2 separate regions of the Zea mays genome follow, and region 1 is linked to region 2. A link is a contact called in public Hi-C data. All regions are on one chromosome and are shown on one strand. Each heading gives the region's core, a stretch centred on a gene start, on an enhancer-like site or on the middle of the called end of the contact. The rest is flanking DNA. Distances are from core to core; before and after follow the strand shown.

Evidence for each region. Hi-C and Micro-C count contacts between places; a contact is called where the count stands out from the background.
Region 1: a contact with region 2 is called in a Hi-C map of ear, with 2.4 times the contacts expected there. The contact joins the enhancer-like site here to the promoter of LOC100284513 in region 2. A contact is called at or near these places in 4 of 25 Hi-C or Micro-C datasets (ear, leaf and tassel).

What each region holds. Positions count from the first base shown.
Region 1 is chr7:93,464,518-93,467,521 of Zm-B73-REFERENCE-NAM-5.0, reverse strand. It overlaps the pseudogene LOC100304321. Among protein-coding and RNA genes, the nearest start is that of LOC100279578, 45 kb to the right of the region's middle. Within about 2 kb of position 1,286, at least 6 of the 20 cell types and tissues checked have an H3K27ac peak or open chromatin away from gene starts, as enhancers often do. A contact at or near this core is called in ear, where this site is marked.
Region 2 is chr7:93,292,322-93,295,021 of Zm-B73-REFERENCE-NAM-5.0, reverse strand. It overlaps LOC100284513 (estradiol 17-beta-dehydrogenase 8), which reads left to right and starts at 1,307. Exons shown (of 1, transcript NM_001157408.2): 1 at 1,307-2,309. The coding sequence starts at 1,337. The coding sequence ends at 2,158.

The DNA.
Region 1 (3,004 bases), core at 37-2,536, 170 kb before region 2:
CGATGGCGAGTGGTCATTGCTATCGGTCATCCTCTGCGTCACCTCTGGCCAAGATGACGCCATAGTCCTTGATATAGTAATCATTGAACATGCACGACATGGCGAGTATCGATGACTCTTGGCTAGGCTGCCAAACGAAGTGCACCCCGGGCTCATCAGCGAGGTAGTACACCTAGCCTTTGCACCACCAGATGTGCTACTTCTCTACATACATCTTGTTCGAGGACATTCACACAACGTCAGCAACGATCGTCGTCCCAGCGCACAAGAATTCATGGCCGGTCAGTAGTGACTTACATGGCAGGTTGAGCTTCAGGTGGATGATGAGCTGGACGGCGTGACAGCGCCGTTGTCGGATGCGGTGCCCAGAACAACCCGAGAGTCGCCGACGTTTGGCGACGACCATGAGGTCCCCCTGTTTGAAGATGGACAGCGTGGTGCAGCCACTCTGGACCGCGTCCAAGCGGCGGCTGCGCCGGAGCTTGTCGAACACAGCGACGCATGCAGTCACGTAGTATAACTTCCAGAGGTCGAACTGACAGGCACCAAGCTTTTCTCGTCGTCGATGAGCGACGCCAATGCGAGCGCTTCCTGCCAGTGGTGTTTGTTCGGGGTTTCCAAATAAGAAACATGGATTTATCTTTGGCGTTGGTTTATGAAAATGACTCACAAGTCAGATCCATGAAAAATATATTACGGAGAATAAATGTCACACATATAAAAAAAGAATTTAAGTTGAAAACATCAAACAAAAAAATTGCATGCAAGACTCTTCTTTAAATAGTACTTCCTCTATCTAAAAATATAATTCAGGAATCTCGTTGATAATTATCTACTACTACACATTGTGCAAGGGTAGCCGGTAGGCTTTAAGACAGATGTAGTAGATATTTTTACTGTAACAGATATTGATATAAACACACATGTGGTAGTGGTAGCTACGAGCATATTTGCTTGAGGGGCACATTTGTGTTTTTTAATTTAATTTTAGCTAGGCGTGAGATGCACGTTGGAATGAGAATGAGCTTTGCGGGGAGAGGGAATGAGAAAGACAGTACGGGGAGAAGGAATGTAAATGGCAGAACACGGAATGACAGCTAGGAATGAGAATGGACTTTGCGGGAAAGTTAGAATGAGAAAGACAGTACGGTGACGGAACTATCCCTTACCACCTTACTATTGAATAGAGATTTGGCACGAGAGCCGAGCGTCCCGCAAGCGCCCCACGTCTGCACCGGAGTAAACGATGTCTCGGGCGATGGGAAACCAACCTGCAGCTCCTGCGACGCGCCGTCGCTAGCCTCACAGTGCCACCGCCAGCCCCCTAGTGATCCCCCAACGGCCTCCCGCTTCCTGTGGCGTCGTGCGCCACTGACACCTCCCACCCCCACCCACCCCGTCGTCTGAAACCCAGCCGGCCAGCCGGCCTCCCGCTCCCTGTGATGCCATGGAGGCGCAAGCTACAACAGGCACAACAGAACAGGTATTGAGTAGTAATGCTTTATTGTCCTGAGCTCCTGACTTTACATTTCTGTTGGTGTGTAAACAATCTCAGGTGAACATGTGCATTTTTTTGAAAGCTCCTGCACGAACCAATGAAACATGTAGCTTCTACAGTCATGAAAACATTATTGTGTTCAGTTCTTATTCATGACAGCCATGTTTTCAGTTCTTATTCATACCAGCCAATTTGAACTTCCTTTTACACAGCAGGATTCATATTGTAGTTGTAGCTTCTGATCAATGTTCATAGTGCCTAGGATCGATTCCTAAGCCTCCAGAATACCAATTCGTAACTACAATTCCTCGATAACGACTAGATCTATTATACTGAGAGGAACAGAGGTACATACCTTCATTGTTGTTCATCGCAGCAGCCATGGCGGCGGCGTCTTACAGCGAAGATCTGCCTCCTCCACCTCCCTGCATGTGGCGAGGAGACTGGTTCTTGTCGCTGGTCGGCGATGGAGTGACTCCTCTATTGGCAGTTGGCACCTACAGGGGAAGCTTAGATCCTGATCCCGTTGGGGAGTCTACGCGGATCAAAGCCATGAGCCGCATCTCTTCCAGTCACTCTGAGCGCTTAGGTGATAAGGACCTCTGTAAAGTGTCGATTAGACTTTTGTGATCGAGTGATTAGCGTTGGCTAAACCCGTCGGCCCCCTTAATCTATTGATATGGTGTCGTGTAACTAGAGACTGCAACCAATAGTTAGAATAGCTCCCTGATCAGGGGCACGATTAGACGATTAATGTTAACACTATCCCAATAACTGTTAACCGGCTAGCGTAGAGGACACACCTTAACACCGTCAACTAGTAAACAGATTTCATTTTACTTAGTTCTGCATACCTAGAGCATCTGTTCTCAAGTGAAGGCACAGTTTTGCTCGTTATCCAAGAGCTGCTACTAATTAGTATCATGTCACCGGTACATATATAGTTTTCCCTTTGTAGATGTCAGCCCATTTCAGTTACTAATGTAATTTCCTTTTTAATATGTGCATTCTGTAGGCTGCTGATCCAAAAGAATGAAGCCATCCATGGTCTGACTGCAAATATCGACAACATGTTTTGGACAAGACATTTAGCGATATAGGTCGTCATTAGTTTTAACATTTACAAAAGAACAATATTTGTTTTCAATTGAAGTTTAAACTTGCAGACTGTATAGTTGTGATTACAACAAGTATTGCGGATCCTGTCACTTTAAACCATTGTTTAGTTGCCTTAATCAAAGTGAGGGTCAGAATTGTATGGTGTTCTTTGATATTGCAGTAGATGCTCCACTAAGTTCAATGAAAAGTTCATGTTGGTCTTTACGAAACAAAAATGACTGTATGGTGTCTATGTATGTGGCTTGATACACATGATGTGGCAGTGGCAGACGCTGTTGGAGTAGTATCATTGTTTTTGGATTTAAAGTTTTAAGGATGTCCCAATATTTATGTATTGGAAGAAATAGTTTTTGGAACTTGTTGGAGATGCTCTAATGTCTTGGCAAA
Region 2 (2,700 bases), core at 58-2,557:
GTTAACGACATTAGTTAAGTAAATCATGCCCCTACATCTATGATACACTACGAATAACTAGAATCATCGTAAATTATTACGTAGTTAAACTAATAAACCACACCAGTACAATATTATATAGAAAAACATTTCACGGAACCCTAAATCATATAAAATGACCTTATTTCCAAGGGCATAATAATGACCCTCATAAATTAAAAGTTTAAATTATCTAGACACCACTAAATGAATTAAAACAAGCTAATTTAATTACATAAACAAACTCCGGCTGTCGAACATAACAAACTAAACAATATTTACAAATAAATCATTTAATACTAAAAATAAATACTTGCAAACAATTTATATGCATCTACAAAATTATAGTACAAGGCAAAAAATACTCACTTAGCCGATGGCGAGATCAGGATGGTCGGTGCGGGCGATGTAGGGGCGGATGGGCGTTGGAGCCGGCGAGGCGGTGGGGGCGGAGCGGGCGCCAATGGGAGCGAGAAGGCCGTCAGCGGGCGCCTACGGTGGCGGGAGCCGGTGGCGGGGCGGAAAACGGCGGGACGGGCGACTGCTGGGGCTGGAGGTGACGGTAGGCACGGGCGCCGGCGAGGGCGGTGGTGGGCGTCGGTGAAGGGGTGGGCTGGCATCGGCGGTGAAGCGCTCGTGACGGGTGAAATGAAACGGCGTGGTTGGGCGTCGTGGCTTAAACTCTCTTATATCCGATGGCCTGTGTGGCAGCTGTCGGATATAAGACATAAGATTATGTTCGACGGCTGTCACACAGGCCATCGGATATAAGGTTATTGATGACGGTCTGTCTGACAGCCGTCAGACGTAGAATCTTATGTCCGACGGTTGTAGGAAGCCGTCGGACATAGTCTTATGTCCAACCGCCTTTAAGGAAGCCATCGAACATTGCGTGACCGTTGGATCTTTATCGGTTTACTATTGTGGCTGATCTGAACTCTAACATGCCGATGACATCCACGGAAAAAATCTAGATCTTCGGCGGAATTTTTAAATACCAAATATATCTTCCATTCTGAAATGTATGATGTGTATCACGCCACGCCACTAGAAATCACTCCTACGTAGATCGACCTAGAAGTGGAATTGCCCGACATGTCCAGTTTCCGTGCAATGATGAGCCGCTGTCCTCATTCACTATCACCAACCAGGAATATTGTTGCATTGAAGTCGACAAGCCCAAATCACGTGCATCGGAGCGGATAACTGTACACTGTATGGACGTGTCGGTGGCACGGTCTGAATGTACACCGTTAAATTGCCTGCGTTCCAGAGCTTCATTTCCACCAGGCAAACGGTTCACACGTTCGAACCCCATATGGCTGAACCCAAGTCAAATAATGGCGGGGCGGACGCGACGGCATCGATGATGCTCCACGGCCGCGTAGCCATTGTCACCGGTGGTGCCGGCGGCATCGGCTCGGCCGTGTCGAAGCACCTGTCGTCGCTCGGCGCGCGCGTCGTGGTGGGGTACATCGGCGACCCGGCACCTGCTCTGACGCTGGTAGCCGCCATCAACTCCTCCGAGCACCCCGGCGAGAGCCAGCAGCCGCGAGCCATCGCGGTCGAGGCGGACGTGTCCGACGCGGCAGCCGTGAAGGCGCTGTTCGACGCGGCCGCCGCAGCCTTCGGCGGGGAGCTCCACATCCTGGTAACGTTGGCGGCGGTGCTGGACTACTCCTACCCGCCGCTGGCGGAGACCAGCGAGGCGACGTTCGACGCCGCCTTCAGCGTCAACACACGGGGCACCTTCCTGTGCTGCCGCGAGGCGGCCAGGCGGCTGGTGCGTGACGGCCGCGGCCGAATCGTGACGTTCTCTTCGTCGGGAGTTGGGTCTCTGCGCCCTGGCTACTCGGCATACGCAGCAAGCAAGGCCGCGGTGGAGGTGATGACTAAGATCCTGGCGCGCGAGCTGCGCGGCACGGGGATCACGGCCAACGTGGTGGCGCCAGGGTCCACGGGGACACCCATGATGTACACCGGCAAGACGGAGGATGACATGGAGCGATACATCGCCGAGGCGCCGCTGGGCCGGCTCGGCATGCCCGAGGACATCGCGCCGCTCGTCAGCTTCCTCGCTAGTGATGCTGGCCACTGGGTCAACGCGCAGGTCCTGCGCTGCAACGGTGGCACCATCTAGCTAGTACTGCGTGCCTACTTTTTATGGTTGATTAGATGTATTTTCCTCGGAGCATAAATTTAAGCTTGTGGCGCAGTTATCGCTTGGCAGTTCATTAATTTATTTAAAGATTGTGTCGTTTATTCTATTGTGTGTATTTATAATCAGGCTCTATATTATTGTTGGATGTGTTTTGGATTACGTATTGTTATTGGATGTGAATCGTTCTCATTCGTATAAACAGGATCACAAGTCTAGCTCATGTATGAGACAAGTATTTCTAAACAACATTGTTGGGTTGTAACCTTGCCCAAGGTTCTCAAACTAATAAATCTCAGTTGTTTTTAATTCGTTTTAGGACTAGTTTGGAACTCAATTTTCTCATGCGATTTTCATTTTTCCAAGGGAAAATAAACTAATTTCTCTTGGGAAAATAGAAATCCCTTGAAAAAATGGAGTTCCCAAACTAGCCCTAAGAAACAACAAAGTGATTTTATCATATCCTTTGTAGGATAAAAAGGCAAATGGTAGCTTCGGTATTAATGCTTAGTGTTGGTTACTTG